Linked DNA regions of Mus musculus: all the other regions are linked to region 1. Evidence: chromatin contacts called from public promoter capture Hi-C data. All regions are on one chromosome and are shown on one strand. Each heading gives the region's core, a stretch centred on a gene start, on an enhancer-like site or on the middle of the called end of the contact. The rest is flanking DNA. Distances are from core to core; before and after follow the strand shown.

Region 1 (3,865 bases), core at 695-3,194:
ATAAGTACACGAGCCCTTTATTAATTGCTAGACCAACGTGGGCTCATGACTCCAAAATGTCTCTTGATGTTCAAGCTCAGGGGCATGGTGTTTTTAAAAACAAAAACCACAATTGCACTAGTGCTAGAGGTAGGGTTCACATTAGTGAGGAATTTGGGGTGTCCTAGTAACATCTAAGTTTTCTTGTAAAACTCAGCAGTATTTTTTAGACACTACTTCTTTTTTATTTATACACCCTCTTAGTTGGTTTAGCTTTAGCTTGTGCAAACATTAATTATTTTGGTTAATATGCCTGGACCATGGTCAGGATCATGCACTGAAAATAAGCATTGCCAAGGCAGATACGGCTTTTGCAGGATTGAAGATGGAGGAGTGTCTAGGCAGACACAAAATAGGATAAGGTGGCATTCATAACCTTAGTCATTTGACCTTCTTCTTCAGAAAGGAAGAGACAGTTTAAAGCTGCCTTAGGTTTGTAAGAAAATATGTCTTAGTTAGAGTTTCTATTACTTCAACAAAACACCATGACCAAAAAGCAAGTTGGGGAGGAAAAGGTTTAGTCTTGCAGTTTGTCACCGAAGGAAGTCAGGTCAGGGACTCAAGCAGGGCAGGAACCCGAAGGCAGGAACTGATGCAGGGGCTATATAGGGAGCTGCCTACTGGCCATCCACAATGGGCCCTCCCCTCTTGATCACTAGTTGAGAAAATGCCTTAAGCTGGATCTCATGGAGGCATCTCCTCAACTGAGCAGCCTTCCTCTCTGATGACTCCAGCTTGTGTCAAGATGACACAAAACCAGTCAGTACACTCTCCCTTGCAGAGAGGGACTGGCCATCAGTGTAATTTGGCCGATCTGATGGGTAAAAGGTGTTTTCCTCGTGCCACTTTTCATCTCATTTAAACGGGGCTCGGCATCTTCAAATGTTTATTGATAATTTGTGGAACTGTTTAAAAACCTGACTGCCTCAGAGGTTTCTCTTTCCGAATCCCTGACAAGGTGGTGGGAATAAGGCAAGTGTCTACTCTCCTGAATCTGTCAGTGTGAGTGTGTTCTGATTTCAGCTTTTCCCAAACTGCTGGCCTCAAAGTGTTTCCACTTCCGATTGTGGGCACAAAACTTGTGTCATGCAGTGTAATGCCTCTCGTTCTCTGGTCTCAGACCCAAGTGTAATCAGGGCACTAGCCTTTTTTTTTTTTTTTTTTTTTTTTGCAACAGGGTCTTGCTGTCTCTGAATGTAGCCTGGCTGGAACTCCCGGTTCAGCCTCCCAGGTTTTGCGAGAGCAGGTGCATTCCATCACGCCCTGCTTGGTTTTTCTTTTTCTTTTCCTAACACATTTGGCACTGCACGCCTCTGGAAGGAGGAAGTAAGGCACACAGAAGCTGTGGTACGCTACAAGGAATTCAAATTCGTCCTTCCGTTTCTCAGAGTAACATATCCGGAGTTTCCATTTGTAGCTTGTCCCTTAAGTATCCGGGCCTCCGTTCACATCAGTGAAGCCAGGCTGCAGGTATCTCACCAGACCTGGATTTCCAGTGTAGAGTAGAATGTAAACAGTGGAACAAAAGTCCTTAAAGTGACAAACTGGTGCTAACGTCTTTAAAGCAACATTTTCTTGAAAGTGTCTCTGGGGTGAACCTTTGCGCCAACCTGGCAGTATCCGCTCATGGTTTAATGGTTTCCTGTTAGAAACTTAAAAATAAAAATTGCTCAGCTCAGAAGTGTCTGGTCTTCCCTGTTTGCATCCACCGTCCCACGCTCCCCGGTGCTAGAGCCCAGTGGCCTTCCTGAAGTCTCTCCCCGAGGGCTCCGCCTCTCCTGCGCCTTGGCCCCTCCCCGGAGCTTGTCAGCCAATGGGATAGTCCTCATGAGGTTTGGGCACGCCCACCCAGGCGCCCAGCCTTATTCTGGCGCGCGACCCGCTCTGCTTTGCTCGCTCCCTCCGCTAACGCAGCTGTACAGCCAGGCCCGGATCTGCCATGGCGTCCCCAGCAGCGGGCGGGGTGGTGATCGTAGGCAGGTAAAGGTCTCAGTGGCGCCGTGCTGCAATGGCTGGCGCCCTGGCAGCGTCCCGAACGCGGGACCTCCCGCGGGCGGCCGTGGGTGCCTCGGGTGGGCATCAGGCTGTACCTCGCTCCTCCAGGCGCTTCGCACTTGGGCTCCGAAGCTAGTCTGGCAGTAGACTAGGTGGTGGCCGTGGCTTAGCCAAGCAGTAAGGAGAGCCTTAAATCGGTGCGGGGTCACTTTTGTCAGCGCAGGCCAGAGGTGCCTGGCATCATTGAATACTAGCAATGAACCTGCGAAAACTGTGTTCTTATGCTTTTGAGACGGAGGTCTTGTGTAGCTCATCCTGGCCTCAAAATTTCTAGGTTAGCTGAGGCTATCCTTGAACTCTTGATCCTCCTGCCAAATACCCCAGCGTGAAAGCAGCTTATTCTTATTAAGAACGCAGACAAGAGTTTTACCAAGATGATAGTAACTAACGGATAACTATTGGCCTGGGTTGGCAAGGAGGCTGGTTCGCATGCACCACTGGGCTAGGCTAAATCTCTCGAGGCAGAAACCTTGTCAGTCAAGGCACCCTGCTTTCCTGTGTGTATGTGTCCCAAGGCAGGAGGCTGAGTCACTTTAACAGCCCAAGTTCATCTGACACACCAATTTCTGTTCTCATGATTCCCCTTTCTCCTTATTGCTTCTTTTTTTAAAAAATAAGAACGCTTAGAATATCTTTCATTGCCTAGCTGTCTGAAAGTCTATCAACGTGTAGCAACACATAATAACTAGTATTGGTTGGTAGCTATTAAAGGAGTGGCTTCATGTCCCTGCTTATAGTTTTGGCTACTTGTTGTTCTGCCTGCAGACCAGTCCCAAGTTCAGGCTTTTTCCTTGAGAGTTCTTTGGAGGGAGGTGTCAGAATGCTGTTGCTATTTTCTCTCTTACAGAACTGCAGAATTAGCTGTACCTTTGTCCTTTCCCGTGGTTGCCTGTGGTTGAATGGTCAAGAAATATCAAAAGTGTGCACTTTGCTCCTGTGGTGAACTGTGCTGCCTCGCCTTCTGTGAGAGCCACTGGTGTCACGGGCTAGGTTTTTGCAGGTCTCCGTTGGGAAGTAGATCTCTGCCTGCACCTGACAGGTGTCATGTGGGATTTTGACTGGATTTTGCATTCGTCTGGCTGTGGGTGGTTCATAGACTCCCAAGGAGAGACTCAACAGTCAGTTATTTCTGAGCTCATGGACAGGGAACTAGAAGGGGGCCGGGACATCTTAAGGAGCACAAGATGACCTGAGCTATTGTTTTCTAATGTGGAAATTCTGTCTTCTGCTTACTCCCTCATCCTTCCCCGTCCTTCTTTCTCATTTGCTTATCCAGCTGTCAGTCAATCATCTATCTATCTATATTATATCTACTACCTATCTTCTACCATCTTATCTCATCTCTATCAACTTTATTTCTGTCCTATCACTGACCGTCTCTATCTTTCAGGGCCCCATGGGTGACTCATGGGAATATCCGTTTTAACTGATGGCGCCCAGAATGTAAATCAATGCCTTAATACCTGGATGAAGAGCTTGGCCGGGCTGCTCCCTTGCGCACCTGCACGCCTGTAATCCTAGGAAGGTGGAGATGGGAGGATCTCAAGTTCCAGGCCAACCTGGGCAAGAATCTCAAACAAAACCAAAAACAACATAGAAATAGACCTGGCAGCGATTCACTGCTTTCTTTTGAAAGAAGTTAGACAAGTTTTTAAAAATATATTTATTTGTGTGTGTGTGTGTGTGTGTGTGTGTGTAGGTATATGTAGTATGAGTAGAGATCAAAAAACAACCTTGTGGAGTTGGTTTTCTCCATACCCTTATGTGGGGC
Region 2 (3,865 bases), core at 771-3,270, 220 kb before region 1:
CCTGTGGGTTGAGGTGGATGTACATGCTGAGCTCAATCTGTTATTCAAGAGCTTGACACAGAAGACTTCGTAGGATTAGCCAGTGAGAGCCACTAGTAGGGAGGGATTAAACTTGTCCTCTGGCTCTTGGCGGGTGTTTGTCTTGGTCCTGAAGTTACAGATTCTTCAGAAGTCTGTGAAGTGTTTTGGTTTTGTTTGTTTGTTTGTTTGTTTTTTTAATTTGAGAGGCTCTTTATGGAGAGGGGCAGGGAATATTGAATTAGTTTCTGCTCCAAGCTACAGTAGAATTTACATGCAGTTCTGACTGATTTTCCAAGAGATTAAGATGGTGTTGAACTTGGAAGCCTGGTTGAGTTTTAACACCTCAGTTCTGCCCTGTGCTAGAACTTGGCTGGGAGTGAGTGGGTTTGTGCTTAGTATGGTGACAGGCAGGGCCTGTGCACTGGGACTTTGTCATTTGGTCAAACCTGAAAAAGGGAAGGTTAGATGAGGTTGACACAATTTTCAAAGTGATGCAGACTTATTAAAAAACAGAATGCAGTTATCTTGTTGGTTGCAAATGAATTATATAAAATGTAAATTATATAAATATTTAAATATATAGAAAAGTATTTAAAGTTATCACTCAGAAAAATTTGGAATTTATACAGGTTTTTTGTTGTTGTTGTTAAAGTATATACAAATATTTAAATATATAGAAAAGTATTTAAAGTTATCACTCAGAAAAATTTGGAATTTATACAGGTTTTTTGTTGTTGTTGTTAAAGTAATAGCTATTTACTGTTGTGATTCTTTTGCTTCATGAGATCTGCCTTCTGTGTATTGCATAGAGTGAAAATCACTGATCAGTCGATAGCAGACCACTCTCTTGTTGATGACATGTTTTTAAAAGATAAGAAAATATAGTATCTGGAAACCAGAACATATTTCAGTAAGAACCAAAGCTTTGCAATCTTGTAAAAGAGCAACTACTGTTTATTGAAGCTATTTTTAGTGAACTTTGCTTTAACATTAAGGTAACGTCTTAATTAAAAGTACTTTATTGTTGTAGTTTGAGAGAGAAAGGGAGCATGAGCACCTGCTGTCTTGGCACAGAGCCCAAGGGCCATGGGACTTGTGGGGTCAGAGGACGGAGCTGCAGAATGGCTTTCCTTCTACCTTTAGGCGGGTTTCAGGGATTGAATTCAGGCAGGCAGCAGATGTGCACAGCAAGCACTTTTACTTACCAGATGTTTGTGCCAGCACTCAACTGTTTGTTTGTTGTTGTTTGAGATCAGGATGTCTCTAGCCCTTGCTGTCCTGGAGCTCACTGTGTAGACTTCTGCCTCCCGGGTGATGGTTTACAAGCATGTGCCACCGCACCTGGCTCTGCCGTTTTTAGGACATTGTTGTAAGAGTAGAAAAGTTAGATTTCTAAATTCTGACTAACAATTTTATTTACTTTTTGGGGTTTTTTTTTTTGTTTGTTTGTTTTTTAAACAAAATTAAAAAATTGAACTACCTTCGTTCTTTACATTATTTTGATATGTATGGTCTGTCTCTATATATTTTGATGTCTAGATCTGCATGTATGTGTTCCCCTCACAGTGTCATGTGATCTCTAGACTGACGAGGGCATCACACCATCTCAGATCGTGCACTATTTAAACAATTGAGTATATTTCATTACTGACCTTTCACATAATAAAAATACCTTTAATAAAATGGCGGGGCTGGTGAGATGGCTCAGTGGGTAAGAGCACCCGACTGCTCTTCCGAAGGTCAGGAGTTCAAATCCCAGCAACCACATGGTGGCTCACAACCATCTGTAAGGAGATCTGACGCCCTCTTCTGGAGTGTCTGAAGACAGCTACAGTGTACTTACATATAATAAATAAATAAATCTTTTAAAAAAAAAATAAATAAAATGGCACTAAAACTAAAAAAGATAAATGGCTGCTTTCTGTTTCAAGAGATATAAAGCCTTGATCTCTTTCCCCAGATAATCTGTTCTGAACACTAACGATCCTTTACCTGCTTCAGTGTGAATTTCAAAAGCATATGAAAAACTAGCCAGTAGACTGTTGTTGCAATAAACAGCAGATATCAGCTGTGAGTCCTTCAGTTTGTTTTTCTAAAAGGTAATGAGACTGAGGTCCCCTAGTGCTTTTGAGGAAAGGAACCACTTTCCATTGGTCATTGGCTGGTTTCTCTTTGTCCTGTCCTGGCTTCCTTTCCTTAGGGTTTCATTCTCTGTGTCCACAAGGGGGCGGATAAAGGAAGAGGGAAATACTAAGTGAGCCTGTTCAGGGTTTCACTTCAGTTAGTCAGTTAGGAGTTTGAGAATGACATCAGAAAGAAGCAGTGACTTCTTCTTAGGGCCACTCAGTGCCCTCCGTAGCCCTCTTCACAGACAAGAAGCAGTCTCATAAACAACTGACTTTTAAAGGATGGTTTCCAAAGCAGTGTTACCTACCTTCAGTTTTTTCTGTAAATAATTTCTCTCTACTAAAGAATGAGTTGGGTATAAGGAAATGGCAGCATTTGAATGTATGTCTGATTTCTTTGCGGAGTGTCATCTTAGATTGAGATTTCTCACTGAATGATGTGAATATTGCCTAGTTCAGTCTGCTTCACAAAGAAGTGCAAAGAAGGCATCCTTCTCATTTCTTAAAGGCTTAGTTACTATGGCAGTGCTACTGAGTACATTACACTCATCAACATCTACAGACACATACTTATTATGATGGTTAATTTATTTGCAGCAAATTTATTCAATTGAAGCATATTTGATAGTGAATACCTCAACACCTTATATACTGTTTGAGTCTATGGGAATGTTACTTTCTCAGTGTATTATGTGTTTGGGGGCGGTGTATGCTCATGTATATTAATGTGTGCCTGCTTTTTTTTTTGCAGAATGTCATCTTAGATGCCTGTGTTGAGATTTCTCACTCAATCTCAATATTTTGTATATGTATATGTCTGTGTAGAGGACAGAGGACAGCTTCTGTAGTCATTACTTGGGAGATAGGGTCTCTTTTCACTGGCCTGGAGCACATCAAGTGGGCCAGATGGCTGTCCAGTGAGTCCTGGAAGATCCATGCCTTTCTACCTCCCTTGAGTCTATGGGAATTTTGAATAAAAATGTGTTTTCTGTCAACTGCTTAATTGTTTGTTTTGACTTGGTGTTGGGGTACTGTGATCTCAATTTTTCTGTTTTAGTATGGAGCTTAGTTGCTCTTTCATGTTCTTTTCCTGTGAACATACTTCTTTTGGAAAACTTCTGTTTTTCCCTATAGTCTATATGAAACTCATTTTGTGTATATGATTTTAGCTGTTTAAAATATTGGGTAAAGTAGTGGGGCAAATTTACCAAAATTGATTCTTTAGGCTTAGTTTTTGATGTCTGTTTTTAAAGTCATTTTTCCCCCTTTCTGTTGCTTCTATTAAGATCTCTGGTATGGCACATGTAAGGATTAAACCCGTTACCTAACATTCCTATAGCATTCTTTTTTTCAGCACTTAATGCCTTTTATTCCTTAGCTTCAGGCACGAATTATGTAGCATATGTGAAGAGGCTTAAACTGTTTCCATTGCATTCTTTCTGGCTGGCTGCTGTTATATTTAGGGTATACTTATAGTTTAGACAAAGTAAGAATGTTATTGTTGTTGACCTTGACACTAGATAACTGGGCAGACATTATATAGCTATGTTTGAATCCTCACAAAATGTGCTGTTGAAGCCAACAGAGTCCTGGCGGGAGGCTCTTCTGGACAGCAGAGTTATGGAGCTCTTCTTCACTGTAAGTCCTCGTCTTCAACTCTGGCTAGCTAGGGGCATGGTGAGAGGAAGGGAACGCCTTTGCTTTTCTTAAGCAAAACA
Region 3 (3,865 bases), core at 996-3,495, 150 kb before region 1:
GAGGATTGTAAGTTTGAGCCCAGCCTGGGTCACATAGGGAGAGTCTCCACACAAAAGCAGGGACGTGTAGGATTTGGAGAGTTCACGAGGGACGTCATGCTGGGGTGGACATGCCCACACTCCGTATGTTCCCACCACAGTGCTTGAGGATGGAGAATGGCATAGCAGTGCTGGGGTCAGCATGGGCATGGTGAAGAGGGCTGAGTGTGGCCACAAAGGGACCTTCTCTGTGGTACTGGGATGTTCTGTCCGTCCTGTCGTAGCAGTTTCACAAATCCCGTGATCACATTACACAGTGCACGTGAATCTGGCTGACTCCAAGTGGCATCTAAGGACAGAGTCAGTGACCTCACACTATAGTTACCCAACATACCACTTCCAAGGCTTTAGGTCTCAGGCCCTCCCTCCATATGCCAAGAAGTGAGTTCTAACTGGACAATGGAAGGATTTCTGGGGCTTAGGTAAAAGCCAGCTTTCCTCAGGAACTCGTGAAACCTGCTTTCCGTCCCCAAAAGGAGCCCCTGCCCCTAGCCACTCATCCTCTGTATAATTCACGCGGTTTGTCCACCCTGAGTTCTCGCTGTCTCAGTACTTCCTGTCTCTTCTCTCTTGCTGTCTGCCTATGCTCCACCGCTTACTAACTCCCTTCCTCTCTCCTGTTTCCCCAGCCCTAGCCATGTCCCGTCTGCTTCCTTTTCTCTGCTCTGGACTTTTCCAGGTGCCCCCTTGATAGATCCTCTCTTACCCACAGTAAAAATGTTTCCCCTGATGGAGCGGCCATGTTGCCAGTTTCTGTACTTGGCCCCTTCACAGGAAACGAGTTAAGGGTTCACAAGATCAGGGGCTGGAGAGCTGGCTTATCGGTTAAGAACATTGACTGCTCTTCCAGAGGCCCTGAGTTCAATTCCCAGCAACCACAGGTGGCTCACAACCATCTGCAATAGGACCTGATGCTCTCTTATGGTGTGTCTGAAGACAGCAACAGTGAACTCATATAAATAAAATAAATAAATCTTTTTTAAAGGGGGGGGGACTACACAAGATCACTCTGGTGGTTTGGTAACTTTTGAGACCTACAATCGTGTCAAAATTGAAGAAAAAGTATCTCACAGTTTCAGAAAAGGATGTCTTTCTTTGACCAAAAGAATGTCAGATGACCAGCACATGTCACATGCCCCCCCCCCCCCCCCAGTCTTCTCCACTGGAGTCTTCTCTTCCCAGGCAGAGGCTGTCCTAGCATCTAGTCCTCGGGCTGACCTGTGCCTGTGGGGGAGGGGAAATATTCCCGGGTGCTGGACCCCTGTAAAGTTTCAGGAATCAAACACTGATAGATTTTTATAAGAAGAACCCACATGAACACTGAGAGGAACTCAGAACGGAGGTCAGTGGGGAGGAGCTGTGGCAGGGGCTCATTATGCATATTCTAGTTCAGCGTGTTACATAAAATATAGTCATCAGAGGAGGGGGCTTCAACTGAGAAAAACGTCTCTAGGCAAGCCTGTGATTGCTGGGGGAGGGCCCAGCCCACTACAGATAGTGCCATCCCTGGGCTGGTGGTCCTAGGTTCTGTAAGAAAGCAAGCTGAGCAAGCCATGAGGAGCAAGCCAATAAGCAGCACCCTTCCATGGCCTCTGCATCAGCTCCTGCCTCCAGGCTCCTACCCTGTTTGTGATCTTCCTGTCCTGACTTCCTTCATCGATGCACAGTGATGGGAAAGGCAAGCCAGACAAACCCTTGCCTCCTCAATTTGCTCTTGGCCATGGTGCTTCATCACAGCAATACTAACCCTAATTAAGACACCACCAGAGAAGATGGGCTGGTTACTATCACTCTATCCAGCCTGTCCTGACAGTCAGAGGAGAGGCTAGGCACGGCTTTCACATTCCCAGACAGCGTCACTTTAAACAAATTTTTACGAGCTATCAGGCACATGTTGTACAATGTTTAAAATGTTCTTTAAACAATAGTCTCTCCCTTATTGTTTCCATGTGAACCAATTTGCCACAAATTCCTTAAGCGAGAAACAGACATTAAGTGACAAATTGTGTGTAGAAATGAAATGTCCAATTTAGGAATTGTGAACAGCTAACAACAGAGAAATCAGAAACCGACTTGTCCTATAAGCTGGGATTTTTTCAAGCTGTGCAGCTACACTAAGAAAAAGAGAGGCCTAGAGATCCAGGTCAGGAAGCCCTCGCTGCCAGGCCCCGCCCCCGGGCCCGCCCCGCCCCGCCCCACCCTTCCCCCTGGTGCAGGCGGTTGAACCTGACCCTCATGTATGCAAGGCCATTGGCTCTATCAGCTGAGCGAGATCCTCAGCCCCGTAACTAAACAAGCTTGTTTAAGAAGCAGCCAACATGCTTCGTGGCTTCTGGACCCTTGATGTTGCTTCAGCACTGGTAAATCTGTGTTCATCTGTGACCTGTTTTTGAACCTCATAAAAACCTGCAGCTGTTTCTGCAGCTCTTAGAACATGTTGGACGCATTCCTGTGGAGGTGCTTTGGCGAGTTTGAGCAGGACCAAGAAGCGTTGTCTCTCTCCACTCACTCTGCCTGCATCACAATAGCAGACAAACACCCAACATCGTGGATGCTCAGAACCAGCTTAGCCTCTCACACTTTTTATGTGGTTTGAACGTCAAGTGTCCCCGATAGGCTCATGTATCTTTTTCAGATGATCAAATTCTAGGCCTGCCTGGGCTACACGAGACCCTGTCTCAAAAAACCATGAAAACAAAAGAAAAAACCCTCTATCATTGTAGAAGGCCCGGCGGTCCTTGTGCCCACAGATAAGCCCTAGGTACTTAGAATGTTAAACATACCGGGTTGTTCCTTCAAAGGAACAGACAGAACCTGCTATCTGCCCAGAAGGCTAGAACAGACGTGGTTAATAGCATGGTAACTTTTGCACTATCCGTGTGACTTAGACCACACCAGACCCTCCCCAGACCCTTACCCTGGGCTGGCTGGCTTCTCTCAGACTACACAGCCCATCTTTATGGGAGGTGTCACGTGTACTTACAAAGAGTTTCAATGTAGTCACGTAGAATCTTTATTTGGTTTAATTTGTGCTTTTACTGTGTACATGCAATTGAGTTGTCACCAGGAAACTTTTCACCAAATTGTACCATGCTTAAATATGCCTAAAATAAAATACTTTGGGGTCAGACTCTCAGACACTGAATCAAGGACAGAACTAACTTCTAGCTTCGTGTGGGTCATTACTCTGCTAGTCGCGGTTGTCTTCCGTGAGCAGCACACCACTAAATTCTCAAAGCGAAGGCAGGCCCCTCCTCCCGCACCCGCGCAGTAAACTGTCCCACGTGAGCTGTCCTAAATGGGTCTCCTGTCAAGATGGACGCCACAGCATCTCCGCCTGCAGCCCTTACAGGAGCTGTCCACGGAGACGCACTGCCTCAGGAGTGATCCAAAGCGGCGACACATTTCCTGCCTCAGCCTACGGCTTTCGTGAACACCACTGCAGGAGCTGTCCCACATGGGCTGTCCACAGTGGCAGCACTTCCTCTCCAGCTTCCCGCCCTACCCAAAGCAGCCCCACAGAGATGGTGCCTCAGAAAACCTGGGAAGGAATTCTCACTCTAACACAAGGGCCCCCATACCTAGTCTACACCTGACATCTTGAATATGTGTTTTGGATGGAAAAGTTCTCAAGCTTATACAATAAGCACCTTAGTGACTGACCTATGTCGCCAGCCCTGTTTTTGTTTTGTTTGTTTTGTTTTTGCCTTTCACCTTCATTTGTGAACTAGACACAATTGGAGCTCAATAACAGTAGCTAATAAGACAATTATAACAATGACCTATGATAAAACCCTGCACTTCAGAAGGCTCCCATATAAAAATA

The links. Promoter capture Hi-C pulls out the DNA fragments that hold promoters and counts their contacts.
Region 2: a promoter capture Hi-C map of the HPC-7 cell line shows a contact between it and region 1. The contact joins the enhancer-like site here to the promoter of Cryl1 in region 1. A contact is called at or near these places in 12 of 39 promoter capture datasets (the 3T3-L1 cell line, the C10 cell line, the HPC-7 cell line and 7 more), 2 of 484 Hi-C or Micro-C datasets (embryonic stem cells and nephron progenitors), 3 of 115 datasets of contacts at active chromatin or transcription factors (bone marrow-derived macrophages, embryonic basal ganglia and memory CD8 T cells) and 3 of 9 other capture datasets (adipose tissue, embryonic stem cells and liver).
Region 3: a contact with region 1 is called in a promoter capture Hi-C map of trophoblast stem cells, with 2.1 times the contacts expected there. The contact joins the enhancer-like site here to the promoter of Cryl1 in region 1. A contact is called at or near these places in 9 of 39 promoter capture datasets (the 3T3-L1 cell line, the C10 cell line, HPC-7-derived erythroid cells and 4 more), 1 of 484 Hi-C or Micro-C datasets (centrocytes), 3 of 115 datasets of contacts at active chromatin or transcription factors (embryonic stem cells, extraembryonic endoderm stem cells and microglia) and 3 of 9 other capture datasets (adipose tissue, embryonic stem cells and liver).

The regions. Positions count from the first base shown.
Region 1 is chr14:57,396,562-57,400,426 of GRCm38.p6, reverse strand. Cryl1 (crystallin, lambda 1) reads left to right here and starts at 1,944. Exons shown (of 8, transcript NM_030004.3): 1 at 1,944-2,019. The coding sequence starts at 1,979.
Region 2 is chr14:57,618,051-57,621,915 of GRCm38.p6, reverse strand. Xpo4 (exportin 4) reads left to right here. Exons shown (of 23, transcript NM_020506.2): 7 at 3,673-3,785. Among named protein-coding and RNA genes, the nearest start is that of Xpo4, 45 kb to the left of the region's middle. Within about 2 kb of position 2,020, at least 25 of the 459 cell types and tissues checked have an H3K27ac peak or open chromatin away from gene starts, as enhancers often do. A contact at or near this core is called in the HPC-7 cell line and bone marrow-derived macrophages, where this site is marked.
Region 3 is chr14:57,545,276-57,549,140 of GRCm38.p6, reverse strand. No RefSeq gene overlaps it. Among named protein-coding and RNA genes, the nearest start is that of Il17d, 22 kb to the right of the region's middle. Within about 2 kb of position 2,245, at least 26 of the 459 cell types and tissues checked have an H3K27ac peak or open chromatin away from gene starts, as enhancers often do. A contact at or near this core is called in trophoblast stem cells, where this site is marked.